4 separate regions of the Mus musculus genome follow, and all the other regions are linked to region 1. A link is a contact called in public HiCAR-type, HiChIP or PLAC-seq and promoter capture Hi-C data. All regions are on one chromosome and are shown on one strand. The core of a region is the stretch at or near the end of the contact, and the rest is flanking DNA. Distances in the headings are between cores, read along the strand shown. Region 1 holds the start of Peg10 (paternally expressed 10). Region 2 overlaps Ppp1r9a (protein phosphatase 1, regulatory subunit 9A). Region 3 holds the start of Pon3 (paraoxonase 3). Region 4 overlaps Ppp1r9a (protein phosphatase 1, regulatory subunit 9A).

What was found. Promoter capture Hi-C pulls out the DNA fragments that hold promoters and counts their contacts. HiCAR-type assays count read pairs that join an accessible place to other places. HiChIP or PLAC-seq counts read pairs in DNA pulled down with a chosen protein or histone mark.
Region 2: an H3K27ac HiChIP or PLAC-seq map of trophoblast stem cells shows a contact between it and region 1, with 22 read pairs. The contact joins the enhancer-like site here to the promoter of Peg10 in region 1. A contact is called at or near these places in 2 of 39 promoter capture datasets (hippocampal neurons and maxillary cranial neural crest), 7 of 484 Hi-C or Micro-C datasets (the N1E-115 cell line, embryonic fibroblasts, embryonic stem cells and 2 more), 9 of 115 datasets of contacts at active chromatin or transcription factors (astrocytes, embryonic hindbrain, embryonic limb bud and 4 more) and 4 of 9 other capture datasets (adipose tissue, embryonic stem cells, liver and 1 more).
Region 3: a contact with region 1 is called in a HiCAR-type map of embryonic stem cells, with 6 times the contacts expected there. The contact joins the promoter of Pon3 here to the promoter of Peg10 in region 1. A contact is called at or near these places in 2 of 39 promoter capture datasets (both in liver), 4 of 115 datasets of contacts at active chromatin or transcription factors (bone marrow-derived macrophages, embryonic stem cells and stem cell-derived neural progenitor cells) and 3 of 9 other capture datasets (adipose tissue, embryonic stem cells and macrophages).
Region 4: a promoter capture Hi-C map of neutrophils shows a contact between it and region 1, with 5 times the contacts expected there. The contact joins the enhancer-like site here to the promoter of Peg10 in region 1. A contact is called at or near these places in 16 of 39 promoter capture datasets (the 3T3-L1 cell line, 3T3-L1-derived adipocytes, cranial neural crest and 10 more), 1 of 15 datasets of contacts at CTCF or cohesin (the NIH/3T3 cell line), 45 of 484 Hi-C or Micro-C datasets (the 3T3-L1 cell line, the N1E-115 cell line, bone marrow-derived macrophages and 26 more), 24 of 115 datasets of contacts at active chromatin or transcription factors (bone marrow-derived dendritic cells, bone marrow-derived macrophages, cardiomyocytes and 14 more) and 4 of 9 other capture datasets (adipose tissue, embryonic stem cells, liver and 1 more).

The regions. Positions count from the first base shown.
Region 1 is chr6:4,745,968-4,748,667 of GRCm38.p6, forward strand. Peg10 (paternally expressed 10) reads left to right here and starts at 1,339. Exons shown (of 2, transcript NM_130877.2): 1 at 1,339-1,611. Sgce (sarcoglycan, epsilon) reads right to left here and starts at 1,237. Exons shown (of 11, transcript NM_011360.3): 1 at 1,013-1,237. The coding sequence starts at 1,121.
Region 2 is chr6:5,006,725-5,009,424 of GRCm38.p6, forward strand. All of the region lies in intron 2 of Ppp1r9a (protein phosphatase 1, regulatory subunit 9A), which reads left to right. Among named protein-coding and RNA genes, the nearest start is that of Gm52886, 47 kb to the right of the region's middle. Within about 2 kb of position 1,292, at least 13 of the 459 cell types and tissues checked have an H3K27ac peak or open chromatin away from gene starts, as enhancers often do. A contact at or near this core is called in embryonic stem cells, extraembryonic endoderm stem cells and trophoblast stem cells, where this site is marked.
Region 3 is chr6:5,254,935-5,257,634 of GRCm38.p6, forward strand. Pon3 (paraoxonase 3) reads right to left here and starts at 1,299. Exons shown (of 9, transcript NM_173006.2): 1 at 1,219-1,299. The coding sequence starts at 1,292.
Region 4 is chr6:5,092,187-5,094,886 of GRCm38.p6, forward strand. The region is part of intron 6 of Ppp1r9a (protein phosphatase 1, regulatory subunit 9A); the gene reads left to right. Among named protein-coding and RNA genes, the nearest start is that of Gm52886, 39 kb to the left of the region's middle. Within about 2 kb of position 1,430, at least 79 of the 459 cell types and tissues checked have an H3K27ac peak or open chromatin away from gene starts, as enhancers often do. A contact at or near this core is called in adipose tissue, bone marrow-derived dendritic cells, bone marrow-derived macrophages and 4 more, where this site is marked.

The sequences.
Region 1 (2,700 bases), core at 89-2,588:
ACAGGTTTATGTTTCAAGCCAAGGAAATGCTTGGAGCTGAGTCTCGGTGACCTGTTTCAAAGGTTTGAACCTACAGTTACTGCTCCCCAAAACATTCATTCACCCACAAGATTTAGAAACATAAAACGGCGCGGGGTGGGGGGGGAAGCTGAGGTCTCCGTGTAAACCTCACAAAGTCCGTAGCTGAAGGCTTCCAAAGCCCGCCAAGAACATTGGAAGCATCCACAGCTGTTTTCAATTGTTCTTGCTTTCCCTTCGTAACGTATTTAGTAGGGCAATGGGTGCTGTTTGCAGCATCTCTGGCCCCCAGCCATGGTTGACCCTGACCTGCACACCGCCGTTTGGCTCCCAGAATTTCATGATCCTGCTTCCGTGTTCGGTAAAACCTAAGGAAAAATCAGGTTCGCGCCACCAGGAAATATGCTTTAAAAAAAAAAAAAAAAAAAAAGCGCGCGGGGGGGGGGGGGCTTCGATCTTTTAAATGTCACATTTTGGTGGTCTTTTTCTCTCTCAACCAGATCCCAGAAAATGAGAAAAGATGTACATCTTTGTGTAAGAGAGAAAGCAGCTGGCCAGACATGTCCTTTGGTTCACATCTAGGCCAGGGAGTCTCAATTGTGGGATAAAACCCCCATCCCCACCCCGAGGGGCAACGACCCCCCAAGTCTGTTTCAGGGATCAGAAGATGTCCACCACTAGGCTGGGGGGGCGAGGAGGGGCGCCCTTCTTAATGGAAACTGGAGCTGAATTCCTGCCCTGCTGGACAGGGAGGGGCCGTGGGGGTGCAGAGAGAAAGAGAAGGCCAGGGGTCAAGCCTGGGGAGGGACCCACTTGGCCCAAAAGGTGGGCTGCAGGGTGTCCTGAAAGAGGGGTGCTGTGAGGGGGAGGCATTGGGCATAGAGCGGGACTAGCACCCTTTGGGCACGCCCTGGTACCCCGGAACCCGAGTGGGGGAGTGTGAGGCGGCGGCCTGTGGGCCCCTGAACCTCCATGTCGCGCGCAGGCCACTAACCTGTCAGTAAGAATGTGCCAGTGGTCGCGGGGCTCATCTTGAGTGTCCCCCGACCCTTTCCCGTCCAAGCACAAGGGTCTCCCAGCTCCCACCACCAGAATAATAGCATTCTTGGCCTGCCTAAGCCAACCGTCCTCGATCCTCCCCTCCCCTCCCTTTCTTTTTTTCCTCCCAGCTTGGCCAGTTCAGCATCGCGCACCCCCCCTTCCTGAGCCCATGCTGCCCCTAGCGGCGGGCCAAAGCAGTGCATGCCGCGCCCCCACCCCATCCCCCAAGGCGCCCGCCCACGCGCCCCCCTCCGCCCCCGCTGCTCGCGAAGCACGCTGGGATTTGGCGCCCCCCCTCCTAGGATCTCTCTATATAAGGCAAGCAGTCCGGACTCCCGATACACGCGTTTCCAACTTGAGTTGGTGTGTGTCGAAGAATCCTGACCAACTACGACCTGGGGAGAGCAGCCAACCGAGAAGGTCCACCGAGCCTCGCCTAGGTCTGCTGCGCGGGCTGCGGTCCGGAGCCTTCTCCGGACCGCGGTCACCCAGTGGACCGGGCCGTCGCGGGACCCCTCATCCTTCGTGGCATCGCAGAGGAATCCTCGTGTGGTGAGTATGGTTAGGATTTTTTTTTTTTTTTTAACTCCAAGAAAACGGTCACACGCAATCCCCGTTTTACATCGGGAGCTGCGGGAGATAAAAGTAGCGCCCCCCAAAATATCTCCTCGCAAATTTTGTCAAGCCTTCAGTGGCCAGATCCTGAGACGAGAGCGTGGAAAGCAAGTCTTCACGGCTTCGGGTCCGCGAATTCGGTTTCCACGACTCGCGTCCAGAAATGGTCGGTAGACACATGAGCTGCGGACAGCGATGAGCTGCAGACGCACATGAGCTACTGACCGAATTGTGATGAGCTCCCCAAATACGCTGCAAAGTGACTGGCTCTGCACTCTTAAGTGCCGCGCTACGAACGGATTGCACTGCAGACGGCCGCGTCTTGCGCTGTGATAAACTAACGGGCGCTTCATGCGCTACAAAATCCTAATAGGCGCTTCATGCGCTACAAAATACTCATAGGCGCTTCATGCGCTACAAAATACTCATAGGCGCTTCATGCGCTACAAAATACTCATAGGCGCTTCATGCGCTACAAAATACTCATAGGCACTTCACACGCTACGAACTGATGGGCGCTTCATGCGCTTCGCTGTACTAATGGGCGCTTCATGTGCTACGATGTACTAATGAGCGCTTAATGCGCTTCGCTGTACTAATGGGCGCGCCATGCGCTTCACTGTACTAATGGGCGCTTCATGCGCTTCAGCGTACGAACGAGCAAATGAAACGGGCGAACAGGCGAACCTGTGAACGGGGCGAACGGGGCGCTTCATGCGCCACAAACCAGCCCGAACTACGGTGATACCCAAAACCGATTCGTGTTTCACGTATTCAATTTGGAAAGCTGCAGGAGAGTAACCAAACGCAAAAGCGCAACAAGAGTGAATTTAGAAAATGCGCTACAAACTGCGGCACAGGCATAAGACCTGCAGCCTCTTAAGTGACACAGAAAGTAGCGTTGGGAAGACGAGAGAACGTATCTCTCCTTGGTGAGGGGACAACACAGTTCACCTTTCGGGTCAAAACTGGCTCCGTTTTCCTGTCGGACGGCTATCTGCATGATGGTGGTGGTGCTGGTGGTAA
Region 2 (2,700 bases), core at 42-2,541, 260 kb after region 1:
ATCCTCCCACTTCCCCATTTCCTTGGAGAACGGGGCTAGGAGCACCGCAGTGCCTGTCCTCGCTCAGTCATGGCATGGAGTCTGGAAGCCCTGTCAGCTCTTTGTGCGTAAGAGCTCCTAGCTCAGCTTCCCTGGATGCCACACCCTGCACTCTTGCCCCAGCCATCTTGTCTAGATTGCTTCGATGGCATAGGAGATGCTGGTTTCCTCTTCTTTAGTTAGCTTTTCAAAGGCAGCTCATCTCCTTAGATGTGTGCTTTCCAGACAATCGTTATTTTATAATTAACAATTATGACGAGGAATTCATAATTCCCCATGAATCTCTCATACCTATTTGATCATATCCAGACTTAGGTCTATTCTTTAGGAATTTCTAACATGTCTCCTAGGTTGTCACTGACCAGTTTTTCCCTGCTTCTCACTGTACTTCAGTATATTTTTCTACCCAAATGAGTACCTTTCCCAACGCACCCCACATTGGGTTTCTCTACTCTTATATTTTTGGTTGTGAGCCTAGACTTTAATGGTTGAGCCTTCTCTCCAGCCTGGGTTTCTACATTCTGTAAGACATTTATATCCTGACACATTTAACACCTATGCCACCTATTGGGTACCTACTGTATTCCAGGTAAAATGCCAAATATTTCATGTAGCTGGCTATTGCCCATTGATTTCTGCTTAACTGTACAAATATATCTTCATGGTAAAATTTTAAGTTTTCAAAAGGCACGGACGCTACATTAGTCCTCTTGCTTGTTCATCTTAGCAAGATTGATTTCCCACTCATATGTGTTAAGATTGATGGACATTTTATGTCCTCGAAAGAGTGACTTTCTGTTTTGGCATTTTTATTCCCTGTGAATAAAGATAAAGGGCTTTAACTGAATGTTTCAGGAGGTTCTTCTCTGTGTACTTAAATTAGAGTGACAGGAGTTGAGGAGTTTGTTCTTCCTCTCTTCCATTACCCAGGACAAATTTACAGGCTCTGGCCCCCGCTCTTCAGCTCTCCACTCACCCAGTCATCGCATTCACAGCTGCTGGACACTTTCTGCACAGTGCTGGGACACTGAGAGCAGCGCGGCAGATGCCTGTTCTCCACTACTGCCTACATCACAAGCCAGAGCCCACCATGGAGTGTTTGGAGCGACCCTGGGAAGCCTACAGTGTTACTAAATAACAAGCTTTTCTTACTATGATTCCTCCCCTACAATTTGATTTTGCTGCACTTCTCAGTGTGTGCATATTGCCCACACCATGTTACTGCATTCTAGTTGCTAGGTGATAATAAGGTCTGCCTGATGTCACACTGGTGGCAGGTACAGCTGCAGGCCCACCACCTTCTCATCCATCTATGCCGACTCAATTGTTTTAGCTTGTACATTTCTGCAGGTATTTGATTTAGAAGGAGACTTTACAAATGGAAAAATCAATTTAGACAGCATTGAATTTTCAAAAAGATAAATCAAAATGGAAATTGGGCATTATGTATGTCATTCACAGGCAGGCCGCTCCCAAAACAGTTAAGTACAGCCTTACAAAAATTCCTGAGAACCCTTCACATTGTATAAAGAATTGATGAATGAATGTTGTTTCAGGAATTCAGGAATGTTGTTTACCACCTTACCTTTTGTTGAATTTTGATCTTTCACTCTGTGATCCATATGTTGTGTAATGACTTCACTGTTAAGAAGAGGAGTTTCTGGCCCCATGGGAAGCCTCGTTTGGGAGCATGTCTGGCTTTCTGGCCCTGCCTGCTTGCCTTTTCTGCTCTCTTACTCCTTCTGTCTTCCTGCTGCTTGTTTGCAAGAAGTTCAGGGTTTTCCACTCAGCTAATCTGAGGAACTTCAAACATGATGTCTCCTAGCCACAGCTGCTTTAGATAGGCTGCAAAAAGTTAAAGTTTTACTGAGTCTGGAGATAAACAAAATGACGCAAGACGAATGAAAACAAAACAAAACAAAACAAAACAAAACAAAACAAAACAAAACAAAACAAAACAATGACAGAGACCAAAGACAACGGAGCAAACTTAGACTTCGCACAGCCGCTGAGTCAGCACAGGAACTCGCACGCTGCCGTGTGATGCTCTCCACCTGCTCGCAGGGATTCGATTCAGGAGTATTTTGATTTGATTTTGTCCTGAGGTCAACTGTCGGGGCAGACGTGGACAAGCTCCACCCTGCTGCATCGTCAGACAGTTTGGGTACGGCACAGAGGGTCCACTTGAACTTAATCAACAAACTCGAGACATTTACCCCAAATGACTCTGGATGCATTGAGGAGGTAAAGGATGACTGGTATAACCTCTAAAATATGGGAACTGCCCTGGGAAGTGTTTGTTTGGACTCTTCTATGACCACATTTGTTAATAGTTACTTTAAGCCTGTCTGCTCAGTCACTTGGGCTAACTTCTGCATTACAAAACCTAGTTGTTTCATTTTCCCAGTCCTTTTGTTAGATTCTTATAGAGAAATTCATTATATTGAACAGTTGCTCTTGAATTTGTTGCATTTGCCTCCTATTTGGCCTCAGTTTTCATTTTATGTGTTGATAGATCAGGGTGAGAAGGACTTGTGCTCTGATTAAGGTGGCGTGATCACAATTTCCAATGACAGAGATACATAGAACAGTGACTAACTCTGAGGAGTATTAAACATTTACAGAGAACATTGGAAGCATATAGGCTCAAGTTTGTATTGA
Region 3 (2,700 bases), core at 49-2,548, 510 kb after region 1:
ATATTCTTAACTATTACCTAATATGAATCTGTACTTACCCATTTCATATTTTCTTGTTTTCTTTGGACCTCCTTCCTCCAGTAGGGAGAAAAAAATTCCAAATTTCTCTGAGGTCTCCAAGGAGCTGAACTGATAACTTTAGCTCTAACTTCCTCATTTCAACTAAGCTTATGCTGACTTATCTTAGCAAAGGTACCTTATGGACCTGACACTACTAAAGGCATTAGTTAGCCAAAGTGCTTTTCAGCACAGCGCTCTTACCTTGCACTGAAATAGACTTCTAAATACTAGGTAGAAATTAAAATATTAATTGAACTGTATTCAAGAAGACTGAAGGTAGATTTATCTTTTGATCATTTATAAAAATTATCCTTTAGAGGTATGGTTTTAACACTTGGGGGTGAGGGTGGGGAGGCAAGTGTTAGTCTTCCTAGCTGTACCACTCTTAAATTTACTATTTGAAGATTCTGCCATTTGTTGTTTGGGGAGCAGGCGGGACAACGAGCCCTCTCAAGCTGGACTAGAAAGCGTTGCCAACAGACATCAGTGTCTGAACAGATTGCAGCAGCGAACCTCTGAGACTAGTCACTCCTCAGAGAAAGAATAAAAACAACTAGATGACAAGCAGAGGCCTTAGCCCCAAGTAGCAATAAGGGGAGGGAGGAGAAGAACCCACCTTTAAAAAAAAAAATCTTTCAGATCAAACTGAGTTTGCTTGAGACAGTAATTCCGGGAGGGTTTCCCTGCCGGATCTTCTACTTCAAAAAGTCAACTACCCTTCAAGTCAGTTCCTGTCCGCGGGGTTCAGCTCTCTTCCCTGTTTCCTGGCTCATCTTCCAATGTGGCATGGGTTCTGGAACGGCCCGCACTTTCAGTGTCTGAGTCAGCTATAAACACCCAGCTGCTAGTCTGATCCCCTCCCCCAAGTCCAACACTTCCAAATGACTTGGTCTTTCACAAAGGCAATGTAGCAGAAGACCTGGAAAAGGTACCCAACCTTCAGAAATCAAACGTGGGCTTTCCTACCCTGGCAGCCTAGAAAGGCACGCAGCTGTCCCCTTTGCTAGTGAACGAGTCTCAAGGAGAAGGTCACTAAGAACTGAGGTTCCAAAACTGCTCCTTTCCGGAAGGAAACGCTAGGAAGTTGGAAGCAGGAGTTCCCTGATGTGGACTAGAAAGGAAAGAGCTGAAGCCATCTCCATGGAGATGCCCACTCACCTAAAATTCAGCAGCCTTTCCCCTATTAAGGCCAGACAGGCTCCCAGCAAGGTCAGCGCCACAAGCTTCCCCATGGTGTCTGGGTGCCTTAGGCAAAAAGCAGGAAGACTGGTGCCGCTCTGGGGCGCGGACTCAGGGTCCCGCCCACTGATCAGTCCCTTGTGCCCCGCCTGCCTGCACCTCCTGGCAGTTGTGCTGATCCTTTCTAGCAGTCTTGGGAGTTTTGCTCTCTCCTGCGCCAAGGCTCAAAGCCACCTCCACATGGAGGGCTCAAAGCCACTTGTCTACTTGAGTTTCAAGGGGATTTTTGTTCTTCTGATTCAAGTCCACCTTTATTAGCGATGGTTCAAGGCCACTTTAATGTGCAGATTCTAAGGCTGGCTCTCCAGGCAAGCGGTCCAAGAACATATTTCTGCCTAGGCTAAGGTCAGCTAAACTCTGGACCATTCAGGTTTGAACTCACAAGCTGGAATCCTCACGGTGTGGAAAATTTGTTTCTTAAAGTCACAGAACTCAATTAACCTCAGCTTCTCCAGTGGAGTGATGTGAGAGAGCTGCCTGGGAAGCCAGAGTTCATAGACTAAAGCTTCAGAGTTCTGGCAGGCTGCATGTAAGAGGAGAAATTGCTCCATATACACCCTGAAGAAGAAAATCCTGAAAGACGAGCCCTTTGGCTCATCCTTCTCGAGGAACCAGAGCTCTGAACTTTGGCTCAGAACTTCCTGGTGCCTTCATGGTGGTAGACAAGTCCATCTGTCTGGCAATCTGGAAGATGAGCAGAATGTAATAATATTAATAATAATAATGATAATAACATCAACAACAATATATCGTTTTTATGGGAGAGTCTTACTCTTCTGTGAATTTCAGGTCTTTCCAATGAAGAGCAAACTTTCCTTTCAGATAAACAATACTGTTGGAGAGACTGAAGATGGCCAGACACTTGAGTTTAGGGAACATCGCACCTTCAAGGATCATCTCTTTTTAGTTACTAATAGGAGGTAGCAGCAGCAGAATTCAGTTTAAAAAGAGAGCTTTTTTTTGAAATAGGTAGATTTTATAGGACTAAGGTGTAGCGTCCGCTCTTGACCAGCAAGAACAACACGACCACCAGTCCTTCTAACAACAGTTTATTCAGCAAACTTCCGTCTTCATCTCTCTCACTTCAACTTTCTCTCTCATCTTTTTTCCTTCTCTGACCCAGGCCTCTCACTCTTATATACTCTCAGCCCTCATCCACTCACAGCAGGCCACGTCACCTCACCAGGCACGCAGCTTCAGCTAATCAGGGCAGCAGGGGCATGTCTCCACCAAAATGGATTCGCCAGTATCCTGGTGCACCTGCGCAGCTCTCATGATGGTTGTGGCTTATTTTCAGATGTATGAGGAAGTCAGGTGCAAGACATAAGACTTAGCTGCAGTCCCTGGCGCCTTCTTGGGACTGCTGCCACACCCACTCCTCACATTTCCCCCTTTTTTCTT
Region 4 (2,700 bases), core at 180-2,679, 350 kb after region 1:
GCTGGTGGCTCCTTGGTTCTGTACAGAATCAGCTTCTCCCTGGCAGGCTCGGGGTGCTGTGCACAGTGAGGTGCTCGGGGTGCTGTGCACAGTGAGATGGCAGCCTCACGACCCTGTGTGTGTGTGTGTGTGTGTGTGTGTGTGTGTGTGTGTGTGTCAAAGGCACACGTCTCCATTCCCTGGTACACCCTCCACTACTTGAGTTATTGATTTACGACAAGTGGAAACATCAGTGCGCTGGGTTTCTAAGGTATATCCTGAGGCTTTATCGGAATTCTACAGGTTGGACTATTGTGTGACTTAGAATTCTGTTCGCAGTGCTCTTCTCCAGTGTTAGACTCACAGGATTCCCTTATTGTTTGTCTTGGTCACTTTGATCAGTCACCCACAGGTGTGTCCTATCATGGGATAATCTATCAGATGCCATGGACTCTATAGAGACAAGAGAGGAAGACGGCTGGGAACCAGCTTCTCCATACAGCTCTTCCCCATGATCCCTGTGAGCAGAGGCTTGCGGGGGCTTTGTTTCAAATTAGCTTTTCAGAAATGTCATACAGCCTAAAAGTGAATGCAGGTTGTGCCTCTTTTAGGGCAGTTCAAAGACTTGCTTATCTGACGCTGTTTAAAATTGGAGGCAGAGGCAGGCAGATTTCTGAGTTCGAGGCCAGCCTGGTCTACAGAGTGAGTTCCAGGACAGAGAAACCCTGTCTCAAAAAAACAAAAACAAAAACAAAACTAAACTAAACTAAAAAAATCGGAGTTTCCTAAGGCCACAACCCTAGTAAACTTCCTCTATTTGAAATCTGTATTCTCCTAGCAGTTCCCTGAATTTGAACTTCCTTTTTCAGCCATCTCTTAATTCTAGCCTTAATTTTAAACTGTTCAAAGCCATAAACTTCTGTTTCATTCCTGTTTAATAGTATCTTCGTATATTTTCTATTTTACTATAAGGAGAGAAAACAGAGAGGCAACCCCTGAGGCTGGGTTTGGCATCCTCTTTCTGAGATGGTACTGTTTACTAGACATTCCCTGTGTCTCCCTGAGGAGCTGATGCTCACCCTGAACATTCTGCCATGTTAACAGCCTGCCTTTCAGGTTTCCTCGAACAATATGTTTAGGGTAGTTTAAACTAATCCATTCCTTAGAATCTATCTAGCCTTCGCCCACTGCCCACTTCCAAAGCCACATCCCTATTATTTTCTCTGCTTTGTTTTGGCAGCCTCCCTTCCTGTGTGAATCCCCTTCCTTCTAAAACATCACCACCCACCAAAACATAGCAACTTAGAATAAGAAATGTCTCTACAGTACACTGTGAGCTCGTTCATCCGGATCTTTCTAAGCTCACATCTGTCCCAAGGCCGACAGTAAGGTGTCAGCCAGAGCTGTGGCCATCTAAGCGCTCAACTGGGAGAGGGTCTGCATCCAAACACACTCGCAGCTGTCGACAGGATGCAGAAGAGCCATTTCCAAGCTCCCTCATGTGACTGTTGGTAAACCTCTGTTTCCTGCTGGCTGTTGGCCAGACATCTCAGAACCTTGTAATGTGGCCCCTTCCTGCTCAGAACCTGGACTCCTGCTTCCCAATAGTGAGGACACAGAGAACAAGCCAGGACAAAAGAGGCACAAGTCACACTTCCTGTAACTAAGTTAGTTACTTCCCTTGTATTTAGCTGCAGCTGAATTGCTAGGTCCAGTCCACACTGGAGAGGAAGGATCCCAGTAGAGCACAGGAAGCAGTGTCACGGAGGTCATTGTGCCACTGAGACACCATGGCCAAAAAAAATAAAATAAAAGAGTGACCTTGGTTTTGAGTATGCCGGTACAAACTAAAGAAAACATTAAAATCCAAAGCTAATTAATGAAGTAGCAAAATTGATACAGAGTACTGAAGAAAAGAAACATGAATTTGAGTAGTTGGAAGAGATTTTACTTAAAGATCTCTAGTTAAAATTGCTATGATAATAATTTATCAGCAGTGTGGTAGGTGAATGAGCTGAGCCCCTGAAGATTGGGAACCCAGGGCTATCCGAGTAATCTAGGTATTTAAACATTTCTCCACTCAAGGCCTGGATAGATGGCTCATCAGCTAAGCACTCTTCCTGCTTGTGCAGAGATCTAGCTTCAGGTCTCAGGACCCATGCTGGGTCCACCAAGGGAGAATCCTATGCCTTTATCCTCCAAGGATATCAACAGTCGTGTGCATGCACCCCTGCATAAACACACACTTACACATAATTTAAAATAGTAAAAATAGATCTTTTAAAAACTGTTTTTCTTCTTGGAGACTAGGTACTGACAAGGATATGAAAACCAACAAGCATTCTCTGAAATAAAGTTTGAGATGCCATAAACAGGTAAAAACATGCACACATCTGAATGTGCTCATGCACAGACTCTCTGTCTCTTGCCATGTGATCTACTGAGCCAGCTCATAGCTCTGTCTGCCGGTAAGGAGATTACTATCATGTGTGGCCCCTTAACTTTGAACTTCGAGAACTGTGAGCTGAAACACCCCTCTCTCTAAAGTTCAAACAACCAAGCTCACAAACCCGGTACATTTTAAGGGACTTAGTAAAGGGTAGAGTGATGAATATGCCTCACAGGCCAGGCATCACACTGGAGATTTGTGTAATTAGTTACTTGAATCCCCTTAATATACAATGACATTGAAATCTTTCAACTTTTCTCTGGGCCTCAGGC